2 separate regions of the Capra hircus genome follow, and region 1 is linked to region 2. The links are chromatin contacts, called in public Hi-C maps. All regions are on one chromosome and are shown on one strand. The core of a region is the stretch at or near the end of the contact, and the rest is flanking DNA. Distances in the headings are between cores, read along the strand shown. Region 1 overlaps PPM1B (protein phosphatase 1B). Region 2 holds the start of TRNAC-GCA (a tRNA gene).

Region 1 (7,131 bases), core at 1,212-3,711, 150 kb after region 2:
CACTTTCACTTTTCACTTTCATGCATTGGAGAAGGAAATGGCAACCCACTCCAGTGTTCTTGCCTGGAGAATTCCAGGGATAGGGGAGCCCGGTGGGCTTCTGTCTCTGGGGTTGCGCAGAGTTGGACACGACTGAAGTGACTTAGTAGCAGCAGCAGCAGCAGTGTGTACATGTCAATCCCAGTCTCCCAGTTTATCCCTCCCCCCTTCCCTTAACAAGCTCTAAGTTTGTTTTCTACATCTGTGGCTCAATTTCTGTTTTGTGAATAGATTCATTTGTACTTTTTTTTTTTTTTTAGATTCCACATGTAAGCAATCATTGATATGTCTTTCTGTCTGACTGACTTCACTTAGTATGAAATAAGTATACTCTAGGTCCAGATGTTAGCTGCTTTAGGAGAAAGTGTGAATGGAGTAGGTTGAATTTTTAACTAGATGTGCTTTTAAGATTTTTTTTTTTCTGATGATAGATTTAAGTTAAGTGTTGGGAATTTCTTGATGATCCACTGGTTATAACTTGGTATTTTCATTGCCGGGGCCTGGGTTTGATTCCTGGTCAGGGAACTTAAGATCCTGCAAGCCTTGGGGCTCAGCTAACACTTTTAACATTTGTCATTCCCTAATAGTTTACAAGGATTTTTATATGTTAACTCACGAAATGTTGGGATATTATGATAGCCATCATAATCACAATAGTATCAATAAATTGCTTTTTATGAGCCAGATGCTAGTTTAAGCACTTTTTACACATTTTAATTTATTTAATTTTCACAACAACCGTAACAGGTAGCTAGAATTATTGTTGTTATTGATGGTCATTTATCAGAATTGCTATTCAGCAGTATGAAGCTATAAGAGTTGGATGATTCTGGTCAGGTATTACCTATTCAGATAATTAACTCTAGGGGGAAATGGTCCCTAAGGAAGCAGCTTTTCCATTTTATTGCCAGTGCTAGTAGCACTTCTGGTATTTATGCTAATTTCCAGGTGCATAGAATGAAAGTGAAAGTGTCAGTCATTCAGTTGTGTCTGACTCTTTGTGACACGTGGACTGTGGCCCACCAGGCTCCTCTGTCTATGGGATTCTCCAGGTAAAGAATACTGGAGTGGGTTGCCATTCTCTTTTCCAGGGAATCTTCCCAACCCAGGGATCAAACCCAGGTCTCCTACATTGCAGGCAGATTGTTTACTGTCTGAGGCACCAGGGAAGCCCGTGGAGTAGGATATGTAATAGCTGTTTGCATGGCCTTTAAGAAATTTATAGATCACATTCATTTTATTTATCCTCATAGTGACCTTCTGAGGGGAACAAAGTAAAAATTTTTATTTCCAATTTGTAAGTAAGGAAATGGAGGTTTGTCATAAAAGACTTTTTTAAAAAAGAGAAGCTGTAAGTCAGATATTTGAGTTTTGAAGCAGAGTCTAGAATTTAAGCTTTCTGAGTTAAGTTTTGCATGTATGTTACCAAAGTTTCCCACTAGATTTGATGAAAACAATATTTCCAAGGGAAACTTTTAAGACCTTCCTTTCCTTTTTTCAGTAATTACAAAATTAAAAAAAATTTAAACAAAATGATATTTGAAGTGAAGTTATTAATCTTTATGTCTCTTCGTCAGTCTCATTCCGTTTAGGTAGCCGCTGTTTACAGTTTGCTGTATACTCTTCCAAATAATTCTCTGTGTATTCATAAAAATAGAAGTATAAAAAGTAGGATCATGTATACATGTTACTTTGCTAGCTCTTTGTTTTTCTTAATCATAAAAGTCAATATTCAAGTTTTTAAAAAATATAATTTTATTTCCTTTAATCAATCTATATACCACCTATTAGAAGCTTATTTATTTTAAAGCATGAGATATAATGCCTGATAATTGGGTTATGTTGAGGGGAAATTAATAACATTTTCCAAAGGCAATATCAATCTAAATTGCTGATGAAACGTGGAAAAATGTACTGCTGTACCCCTTAGAATAGTTGTTTAACCCTAAACTCAGGAGCTTTTTGATTACAGTTTTCAGAAAATATAATCATAAATAATGCAAAAATAGACATAGATAGTATTAGAGTGGAGTGTGGCTGGGTTTTTTGAAGTATGGAAGATAAGGATGTAAAAATACAGTATATGTAATGTAGAAATTCCGAAACTTTGTTGATGTCTGAATATCTCAGTAAGTTTTTTTGTAGTGCTACTTAACCATATTAATATCTAACAGTATAAGTATTAAGTGGTTAGATCCAAACTTAAATGAGTGTACAAGTAATATTTAACAAAATAATACACATACATGGAAAAAACATTTATTCCATTCTTTTAAAAACGATAGTTGCATAATATGATACATGGGCACCTGTTGGACATGGCACAACTTCTCAAGCCTTGGAATCATTGGATAGTGCCACCCTTGGAGGACTTGACTTTAATCACAGTAACTCCTAGAACCTCCGCTTTGGGAAAAGAGAATGTCATTGAGAGGACTATAGCGCTATCTAATGTTAAAAGTGTGAACTACCTCGAACTAGTTTGGAGTGTTCACAGATACTGAATATTGCTGTGTCCTTCCCTGCCTCATTTAGAATATCTCTGAGGACATTTGGCATCCTGGGGCTTTTTGGTACCCTGTTTAGAACCACAGTTTCAGTATTAGAACATAGGCTCTTTGGAAACAGACAGCTTGGTTTTGAGTTGTGCTCTGCTGCTTGGTGCAAAGCATGGGTTTCTTCATTTTATAAAATAGAGATAGTAATATCTTCTTCATGGAGTTGCTGAGACTATAGCTTTTGGCAAGTGCATGAACAGTATCTGGTTTACAGTCCTCAGTAAATTTTAGTTCTATTGATGACAGTTATGAAACGAAGAGGTAAATTTGTGCAAAGGGAAATACAGTTTCAAGAGAAGGGAATGGTGGGAGAATTGAGTGTTTCAGAAAGGAAGTAATGATAGCCTTCATCTTTCATGGGTAAGTGGAAATTTGGGCTATTCCTTAAAATTGGCTGTTTTGAACGCTGTGTAAATGTAATAACTACAGTGAGTGGCAGATTTTAAAAAATTGATTTGAAGAATTACAACTTTGTAGTGTAAGATTCTGTTCACAGCCCATTTCATATGCTGTGTTCAGGACTTGATCCAGAAGGCTTCAGAAGCATGCAACATTCAGCTTTAAAACTAACAGCATCAGATTATTTTCTGATTAATTGTAGATAATCTTACTTACGGCAGGGCCACTGGTTAGTTTGATCTGTTGTTGTTCAGTCGCTTAGTCATGTCTGTTCTTTGCAGCTCTGTGAACTGCAGCACGCCAAGCTTTTGACCCATAACTATCTATTATCTTTCTGATTTCTTTAAGTGCTGCTGCTGTGCTGTTGTCAAAATTAAAAAATGAAAAGATGCTGAAGTCATCAGTTTTTAAACATCTGGCTGATTGCTTTAATTGTTCAAGTTGATTTTTGCATATTTCATTTGTGGACTTTACAAAAAAATATATACTGAATATGCAAGGATGATTTATCTCTAGAAAACTAAAGAGTCATAAAGGGAACACTCTTTTTCAATTGCTATATAAATTGTTATAAATTAATATGTAAAAATTAATGAAATACACCCATACTTTGTATTTAGGGGAAGATCATCTTTATGTACGGAGAAGGCAATGGCACCCCACTCCAGTACTCTTGCCTGAAAAATTCCATGGACGGAGGAGCCTGGCAGGCTGCAGTCCATGGGGTCGCGAAGAGTCGGACACGCCTGAGCGACTTCACTTTCATTTTTCACTTTCATACATTGGAGGAAGAAATGGCAACCCACTCCAGTGTTCTTGCCTGGAGAATCCCAGGGACGGGGGAGCCTGGTGGGCTGCTGTCTGTGGGGTCACACAGAGTCGGACACGGCTGAAGCGACTTCGCATCAGCAGTAGCGTCTTTATGTAGAAATAGAATTACCATCGTTGAAATCACACATGCTGAGATGTTTATGTAAATTATTTTCTTTAAATATCTTCAGGTTCTTAAACTTCTTGAAATTATCTTTTAGTTAATTTTCCAAATAATAGGATGTATGTTTTATAACTTATAAAAATCTAATGGAAATTATATACATATGATAGATTAAGAATGGGTAAACAATGCTCATACTGTTATTAACAAAATAGAGAATAGAAGAAACTGGATTTCTAAAAATGTAAGGTGTTAATTCTGTTTATTCATAAAATTGCTTTAAAAAGTCATTGGTATTCATGTGATGCTTGATTCTTGAATATCTATGGTATAAAGAGTTTTCCTGACCTGAATTTACATGGTAAAACCCGATTCCTATTCCTATGGGATGTATTGCTGTTTGGAATTGTAGGGTGTATATGTGGGATATGTGTATGTATATCTTCATATATATATGTGTGTGTGTGTGTGTGTGTGTGCGCGCGATGATATATATATTCATATAGCCAATGTAGTTGTTGTTGTTGTTTTTTTTGCCACACCACATGGCATGTGGATCTTAGTTTTCCAACCAGGGATCGAATCCGTATCCCCTGCATTGGAAGCACAGAATCTTAACCACTGGACCATCTGGAAGTGCCCGCCAGTGTATACTAGGTCATTATGAAAGTTTTGGTGGGTTTCATTAAGTAATAAAATTCATCTGGGCCAGTTTGGAAATCCTGATTCTTTTTTCCCCCCAGATATTAAGAATTGAATGATATATTCATGATGATTCTTTCTATTAAAGCATAAGAATTTGTACAGAGAATTACTGTTTTCGAAGTCTTCTCAAGACTCAACCTATACTGCCTTCAAACTTTGCTGCATTGAGGTTTAGCAGTTTTTCAAGGCCTGCCTGTGTGTGACTGTGTCATGTGGGTCCCCAGAAGGTGGCAAGTCTTAACCAAAGAGTGCTCACCCAGATTCTGGCCACGATGACTGCAAAGAGCAGCATGGGTGTGTTGTTGGCTCTCTTCACTTGGGTTGGCAAATCCCACCTCCATTGACTTAATGTTTTAGAGAGGTAAATAGAAAAAAAAAGTTAAAAGAAGATCACTATTCTAAGAACAGTTTCATTCGGTTTTAAGAAATTCAGTAAAAGTAATATACCTTTAAGAAACTGTTTTAACTTTATTGCTTATAGTCTTGTGGTAACAGAGTAGTGTATATCCCATGTTTCCTTTTTGATACAGATCTTTTGTGATGGTGTGATTAAAAAGGCAGCGGTAAAATTTGTCCTTCAATTAGTAGTTTTAGCTGCTCTCTCCAGATCCTGACACTGTCTGATGTCATTTCTTCAGAAGTTATTTCATCTGACTATGCTATGATACTATACCCTCAGAACAGTTTCCAGTTTAACTTTTTTCTCTGCTTGTTTAGTTTAGTGTCTTGGGTATCCTAGTGATCCACAGTTTTCATCCATGTCAGTTTAGTAGAGTTTCAGTAGCATTGCTCCAATGCAGATTAATTAGCTAGGGGGAAAAATGCATATTTTCTTTGGGAGGATGCATTTTGGGCTTAAGTCGCTTTCGGAATATGCAGTGTTGAGTGGGAAACAAAGTTTTTAGAAGATTTAATATGTATGAAGATATCTTCATTTCTCAAGTAGTACAATAGACATAGATAAGAGGAGGTGCATAGATTCAGAAATCATAAAATAATTACGATCTACCATACCTAAGAGTCCTTGTTTCTTCAGGGTGTGCTTCAAACAGTTGTTTGAAAATGAGTGCGTTGAAGGTGTACATTCTGGATAATTAAATAATTGCTTAAAGTAAATAATAGTTGGTAGACTGTAGAAGTATAATTTTTATTTTCTTTTTTTTAATATACAGGGAAGTCGAGATAACATGAGTATTGTACTGGTTTGCTTTTCAAATGCCCCCAAGGTCTCAGATGAAGCAATGAGAAAAGACTCAGAGTTGGATAAGTACTTGGAATCACGGGTGGAAGGTAAGAAAGATGCTTCTTTTTTTTAATTTAGAAGAAAAGCAAAAGTATTATTCCTTGTTTGTCAAATAATTCTTTTAAAATTTCCTATAGATTTTGGACTAAAAATCCATTATTCAGGAATGAGAGAGGGGAAAGCTAGTCTCCTTAACTTCAACCTAATTTGCTAATTGTTTGGGTTTGAATCTTTTGTTTACATATATTCCCTCTATTCTTTTCCCTTTTTTCTTCCCTTTTGGGTTAATCAGTATTTTTATTTGAGTTAATCCCTGCATTTGCTCATTAGTTATACATTCTTGGAAATATTCATTTAGTGGTTACCCTGATAGAGAATACATTTTAGAGTCTATGGCAGGATTGCTGGTTTAATACTTTAGTTTTATATGTGCTACTTTTCAGATATAAAATCATTTTGTATGACGTTATACATGTCGGTCTTATTTATTTTGCCTCAATGTCATCCTTACAAAGTTCTTTCCTCAATTCAGGGTTACATTTAAAAAAAAAAAATACAAGATTTTACTTTATATTTTTTAAACTGTTTTTATATTGGAGTAAAGTTGATTAACAATGTTGTGATAGTTTCAGATATACAGCAGAGTGATTCACTTATACATGTTATACATGTCTGTTCTTTTTCAATTCTTTTCCTATTTTAAGTTGTTACATAATATTGAGTAGCAAGTTCAGGGTTACATATTGACCTATATTTTTTCCTAACACCTTTATGGCTTGATCATTATTACTTTTCAATAGTAAATTTAAATGATATAATGATTATGGTGTGGTCAGCTTGTTGAATTTGGCCTATTTATGAGTCATGTTTTAGATGTATAGTAGCCGTAGTAATTGGTAAAAGTTTTGAAATGCAAAGATTGGTGATTTCAAATGTGTAATTACCAGAAGAAAACTACATTCTTTTGCAGATTTGGTGGCGAGGGGCTGATTTATCTTTGCTAGCTTTACGGTTGTCTGCACATCTAAACAAAGGTGCCATAAGGGTTTTTGTTGTTGTTGTTGGTCTGCAATTTCTTCAACCCTGAACTGTCAGTGAAGTTGTGTTTTCAGCGTAATGGAGAGATAAGGAACATGTGAAAACACTTGGAAGACCGTGTCAGAAGCCTTTATTCCTGTTGATAATGTCGTAATTATTAAGAGGAGCTGTTCATAGTTTTTAGTAACATACATTTTCTGAAAGGTCAAGTGTAT
Region 2 (6,171 bases), core at 2,931-5,430:
TAAGGCAGCCAAAGAAGTGAGCACAGTATGTCTAAAGTCAGGAAAGTGAAAGAGAGCAGGGAATGATCAAGTGTATAAAATCAGATGCTACAGAATTAAACCCTTACAAAGGCAAGAGTGAAGGGAGAGAAAGCTGGGGAAGTAGGCAGGGGCCAGATCCTGACGGGTGTTCTGAGCCTTGTTAAGGAGTTGGACTGTGGTCCCTGTTCCCAAACACTCTACCCATGTCCGATTCCTCCTGATTCCCAGTTATGATGTCTGCTGATAAGGCTTAATATCCGTGAGGAAAGTGGAGGGGGCTGCATTTTAGAAGTAACCTCAGAGGAAGAACAAAAACATTTCATCTGAGAGAAGGATGCTATCATGACACCCAGTGGAACGGGCATTTTGGAAGTGAGGAGCTCTGCCTAAATCCTCTTAAGGCTACAACTTGTAAGTAGCTGCTTGCTTTTAGACTCAGGGAACAATTTACTTTATTCCTGGTTTTCATAAGAATCGGATGAGCCAACTTTTGCCTCATAAGGACACAGAACAGTGTGAGACTAGAAGCCAGTAAGCATGCAGGAGGGCTTCCCTGATGGCTCAGAGGTTAGAGCGTCTGCCTGCAATGCAGGAGACCTGGGTTCGATCCCTGGGTTGGGAAGATCCCCTGGAGAAGGAAATGGCAACCCACTCCAGTATTCTTGCCTGGAGAATCCCATGGATGGAGGAGCCTGGAGGGGCTACAGTCCACGGGGTGGCAGAGTCGGACACGACTGAGCGACTTCACTTTCACTTTCAAGCAGGCAGGAGCAGTTTAAATAGACTTAAGTGGGGTGGCCTGTGTGACAGGGTCTTGAAGACAGCACATAATGGACATTAAATAAATACCTGCTGAACTTGCTGGCAGCATTTCTGCTAACCATATGCAGATGCTCATCCTTCCTGAGTGCCAGGCACAGGGTGCAGTGAGAGGGGCAAAGAAGTGCAGGACTGGGGAGCTCATGGTCCAGCCCAGCAGCTCAGGCATCTCCACTGCCAGTGCTCACGACAGATAGTGTAAATGCACATGGCGGCGCACAGTGGATGGTGAGACAAGAAGAGCTTTTGGAGCTCTCTTCTGGACAGTTTCCTGGAGGAGATAGGACTCAAGGAGGACCAGAGAGTATTACCCAGGTAGAGACGATCGGAGCCAAGGATGGGAAGGTGGGACGTGTTTTGCTAAGAGCTGAGAGGCCTGGGGGGAGGATGGGAGAGGGAATGGGACCACAGTAAGCAAAGGCCTGAGCAGAAAATGCAGCCCCAGCCAACCATGGTTCTGCAGTCAGCTAGACTGGAGGTGGAACCCAAGTGTCATCTCCTATAAGCTGAATGAATCTAGATAAATTACTTACCTTCTGTGAGTCTCAGTTTTCCTCATCTTTACACTAATAAGAACTCAACTAACATGAAGAGCAACATGGCATAATCCCTCAGCTGCAGAGCCTAAGAGCAAGGATTTAGGGGGTCAGATAGAACTGGTTTTAAAGGACTGGAAAAAAAAATAACCAACCAGCTAGCAAGGGCTGAATGTGAATGCAGATGTATGGTGTGGCAGGAAGTGTTGAGTGAAAGGAGTGGAGAAAAAGGGGGTGACATCAAGATTCCTTAAGTTCTATTGACCTGGAGGTGGTGAGACTTCCATACTGGTTTCTAGTGGAAAGTTTTGCTGTGGATCAAAGTCCAAAGAGCAAAAGTGTATGATATTTTCCATCACAGGCAGATCAAGGCTATGGAGGTTTAGCTGTCATTTTGTTTTTCCTCCTGAGGCAAGTAAATTTGAAAGCAGAAGCATATTCTCCACCCCCACATCCTCCCCCACTCCCACCCCTCCCCCACAGCTCCAGAGTTGCACCAGGTCTTGCTAGGTTAGAGGAGGGGTCTTTCTCACAGGAAATGGAACACAGGGCAACCAGGGCCCCAGCCTCTGCCTTCCTCTGCCCTGCCTGGCTCTGAACTCTACCCATTGTGGCTGCCTTTAATTCCTTAGCTGCCATTTCTACCTCATATCTAGAAAAGATCCCTTTCATTAACATATTTGTTTACGTTTGTTTTTTTTACACTAAATCGTCGAGTGCCTTTTAATGTGTTTGGAGCTGCATCAAGTTTTCACACTCTGCTAGGAAAGGCAGACACATACAGGTAACATTTATTGCAAGTGATAATTACTTTCATAGGGGAATGAGCAGGTACTATAGTTGCTTAGAGGTGAGGATGTAATTTACACTCCAAAGTGCAGTGCCACCGCCCATTGACTCTCTCTGTCCCCAGTCCCTAGCTGGAGGGCAGTTCAGTTCAGTTCAGTTCAGTTTAGTCGCTCAGTCGTGTCTGACTCTCTGCGGACATGAACTGCATTGCATGAACTCCCGCATGAACTCCCCCATGAACTGCAGCACTCCAGGCCTCCCTGTCCATCACCAACTCCCAGAGTCCACCCAAACCCATGTCCATAGAGTCGGTGATGCTATCCAACCATCTCATCCTCTGTCGTCCCCTTCTCCTCCTGCCCTCAATCTTTCCTAGCATCAGGGTCTTTTCCAATGAGTCAGCTCTTCCCATCAGGTGACCAAAGCATTGGAGTTTCAGCTTCAACATCAGTCCTTCCAATGAATACCCTGGATTGATCTCCTTTAGGATGGACTTGTTGGATCTCGAGCCACAGTCAATATGGAGAGAACACACCCTCCAAGGGGACCTGGGTATACGGACACCCTTGGGCTCAGTGACCAAGCCTGGGCTGAATGTTTCTATCAGTTGTTTATCTGAAAATCTTGGCTGCATGTCTTCTGTGTACATAGCTGCATACTTGATGTTTTCTTGTTACGAGCATGAGATGTGGACTGTCTCCAAGGACTTTACAGTCTAACTGGAGAGTTTAAAAACTAAGATAGCAAATGGATGTAACAGGGAAGAGATTTTTTTCTCCTTACCCTTTGTTTTTGGATCCGGGTGCCTAGCAGGGTGAGATAACAGTATAAGAGAGACACTTTTTAAGCCTTTATCTAAGTTGGCCCATACAGAGTTCACTAACCATGTGTGCCTACTAGGCATTTGAAATGTTGCTAGTATGCCTGAAAAACTAAATTTTTAATGTAGATCAATTAAAAAAATATTTATATATTTGGCTGTGCTGAGTCTTAGTTGTGGCACGTGGGATCTAGTTTTCTGACCAGTGATCAAACCCTGGCCCCCTGCATTGAGAGCACGGAGTCTTAGCCACTAGACCACCAGGGAAGTTCCAAGTGTTGTTTAATTTTAGTTAATAATCTATATTGCTCCATATGGCCTGTGGCTAGCATTTGGATGGCCCTGCTCTAGCATGAAGGGTAGATAGCCTAACAAGAAGTAAGACCCTGGAGATGAGCACAAAGAGATAAAAGGACTCATGGGCTGTTTGAGAAGGAAGAAGACGTGGACAGTCCAAAGGTGAAAAAGTTTCCTCTGCCAATCACGAGGAAGCAGACATTTAGAAAAGCGCTAATACCAGTGCAAAAAAACTAAGTGGTAGGCCACACAGGTATGAGTTCACTTACATGAAATATTCAGAATGGCTAAATTCATAGAGGCAAAAAGTCAGTGAGTGGTTGTCAGTGGCTGGATTCAGATTTTCATAGATTCCTCATTGGTTGGTGAGTCTTTGCTGCTGTCCCTCTACAGAGACGGAGACTTGATTGTATTCCACCCTCAGAGGTAAAACATGTTCCCAGCTTTGGGAGAACGAGGACCCATGGCTTCAGGCTGCCCCTAAAGACTCTTCTCATTCTGGGCCTACACTAAGCCTTCCCTGGGGGGCTGAGGACCTTTTTTCCTTCAGGGCCTTAAGACAAGTTGAAAGAGCGTGGAGGAGGAGAGAGATCTTTCTGGAAATCAGATTTCCTTTCTATACAGCAACTTCTGGCAGGCCTAGGAGAGCAGAACATCTCAAAACTCACCTGCAGAAAGGGAAGGAAGAAAAGTCCATTTACACTGGGAAAAATACCACACTTACCACTGACCGGAAAAGCTCTGTCTAAGTTAGGAGTGTAAAATTAGACCCTTTGGCTTGACCATTGACTGAAATTGCTGTAGGCTGATCTCTTAGTAAAGACACACACACACACACACAGACGCGCCTTCTGACCCTGTCCTCCCCCTTCCATCTAGGGGAGGAGATGATTGCATCATGGTTCTCCCTGGCGCGCACAGCACACCAAGTGTTCGTCTATATTTAGCTAGCATGGAGTCACTGAAACCCTGTGCCCGCTAAATGCAACTGCTGCCTTGTTATTTGTTGCTCACATGGCTTCTATCCTGACTGCTCCACATAGTTTTCATCCTGAGATGAATTTAAAAGGACCGAACAACTTCTTGTGGCTGGGAAAACTGCTCGGGGAGTAAGAACTGAAATCCCAAGTCAGTGAGCCCCCCTGGAAGGGACCCTGAGATGAACACTTGATATCTCCTGTGAGCCAGGGAGACCTCAGTTATCCTCATTCTTGAATGCAGGGTGGGGAGGGGGGATAGTTTGCAGTTCTACTTAACTGGTAAAAGCAGCTGCTTGGATCACTGGCTCCCAGTAATGGTCCCAACTCCACTTTCCTAGCAGTCAGGAACGCGACAGTGAACATGGAGCAGCAGAGCTGATATTACAAGTGGATGAGGGATAGGGGCTGCCCACAGGGCGTGAGTCCAGAGCTTCAGCCTGCTGTTGGCTATTGCCTCAGTCTTATGCTTGGGGCCTCCGTCCTCTGGCTTAAGGCTCTGAACTCGGTGTGTGCGTGTGTGAGAGAGAGCCCCACTTTTCAAATTTTTGTTTCCTACACTTTTCCCTCACTTTGGATGACAAAGATGCCTATCAGGTAACCCAGTTTTGTTTTAACAAATGTAATAGCTTCAGGGGAGCAGGCAAAGAAATAAGGCAAATATTATTGAAAATATTTCTAAAGTAGATACGGTTTCATAGAAGTATTTTTCAGAGCAAAGTAAGATATTCCTGAGGCTAGGGATTCTGTACAAAATTTAGAAACCAGTTGTCACTTCTTTATACTCTCAGACATTACTGTGCTCTTGTTTCATCAATTAGGACTTTTGTTTTTCTCCTAAAACTTGATATTTTTATGATGAAAAATACATAAGATGACATTCAAAAAATTTCAAAAAGCACTCTCTGAAAGTAATGTTTTGTTTTGTTTGTTTGTTTTGGCTGTGCTGTGCAGCTTTCGGGATCTCGGTTCCTCCAACCAGGAATTGAACCCGCACCCTTGGCAGTGAGAATGCAGAGCCCTAGCCGCTGGATCCCCAGGGGATTCCCTGAAAGTGCTGTTTGTATACCACAGATTTGATTAAAAGTGAGTAAATATTCCAGAAAAGCATCAACAGAACTCTATATTATGTATTAACTATATAAACATAGATTTCAGTAAGTTTAAAATATTTATTCATTCATTCAACTAATATTTATTGAGTACCAGTATGAATAAAAGTAGCATACATTCATCTGTGTCATCACTTTATGTCTTTCATTAGTAATTATAATTTTTGTAGTTTTAGTAGCACATATGTTTCCAGCCCTGGAGGAGGGCATGGCAACCCACTCCAGTATTCTTGCCTGGAGAAGTTCATGGACAGAGGAGCCTGGAGGGTGCAATCCAGTGGGTCACAAAGAGTTGGACATGACTGAAGTGATTTAGCATGCACGCACACATGTTTCCAGCATCCTACTTCCTCATTTGCAATAGAGATTTGGTAAACTTACTAAAAATTTATCCTTGGACAACACCCAAAAGAAAATGAAGCCAACCGTATAAGCTGAACTCACCTCATATGGCAATTGGAAGTGGCCTCAGCTATTAATGGCACTTAATTATATTCCAATGGATTGGGATGAAGAGATTCCAGACAATTACCAACACCTTTTTCTCTGTCACGAAAGAAGTATGCAGACAAGATCAGGTGCACTCATTTCTGTGGGGATATCAAATCAACTTAGATTTATTAGAAAACAAAGAGGCCAGGACAGGGAAGTCTGGTGTGCTGCAACTCATGGGGTCTCAGCAAATGCAACTTAACAACTGAACAACAAAAAGGGTCTCAGGGGCTTCCCCGGTGGCTCAGTGGTAAAGAATTCGCCTGCCAAGTAGGAGACGTGGGTTTGCTCCCTGGGTCGAGATGATC

Evidence for each region. A called contact is a pair of places that touch in the nucleus more often than the background predicts.
Region 1: a contact with region 2 is called in a Hi-C map of blood, with 4 times the contacts expected there. The contact joins two enhancer-like sites. A contact is called at or near these places in 2 of 5 Hi-C or Micro-C datasets (both in blood).

What each region holds. Positions count from the first base shown.
Region 1 is chr11:26,284,475-26,291,605 of ARS1.2, forward strand. It overlaps PPM1B (protein phosphatase 1B), which reads left to right. Exons shown (of 6, transcript XM_018055181.1): 3 at 5,808-5,925. Among named protein-coding and RNA genes, the nearest start is that of SLC3A1, 52 kb to the right of the region's middle. Within about 2 kb of position 2,462, at least 1 of the 5 cell types and tissues checked has an H3K27ac peak or open chromatin away from gene starts, as enhancers often do.
Region 2 is chr11:26,129,326-26,135,496 of ARS1.2, forward strand. It overlaps TRNAC-GCA (a tRNA gene), which reads left to right and starts at 572; the gene lies at 572-643. Within about 2 kb of position 4,181, at least 2 of the 5 cell types and tissues checked have an H3K27ac peak or open chromatin away from gene starts, as enhancers often do.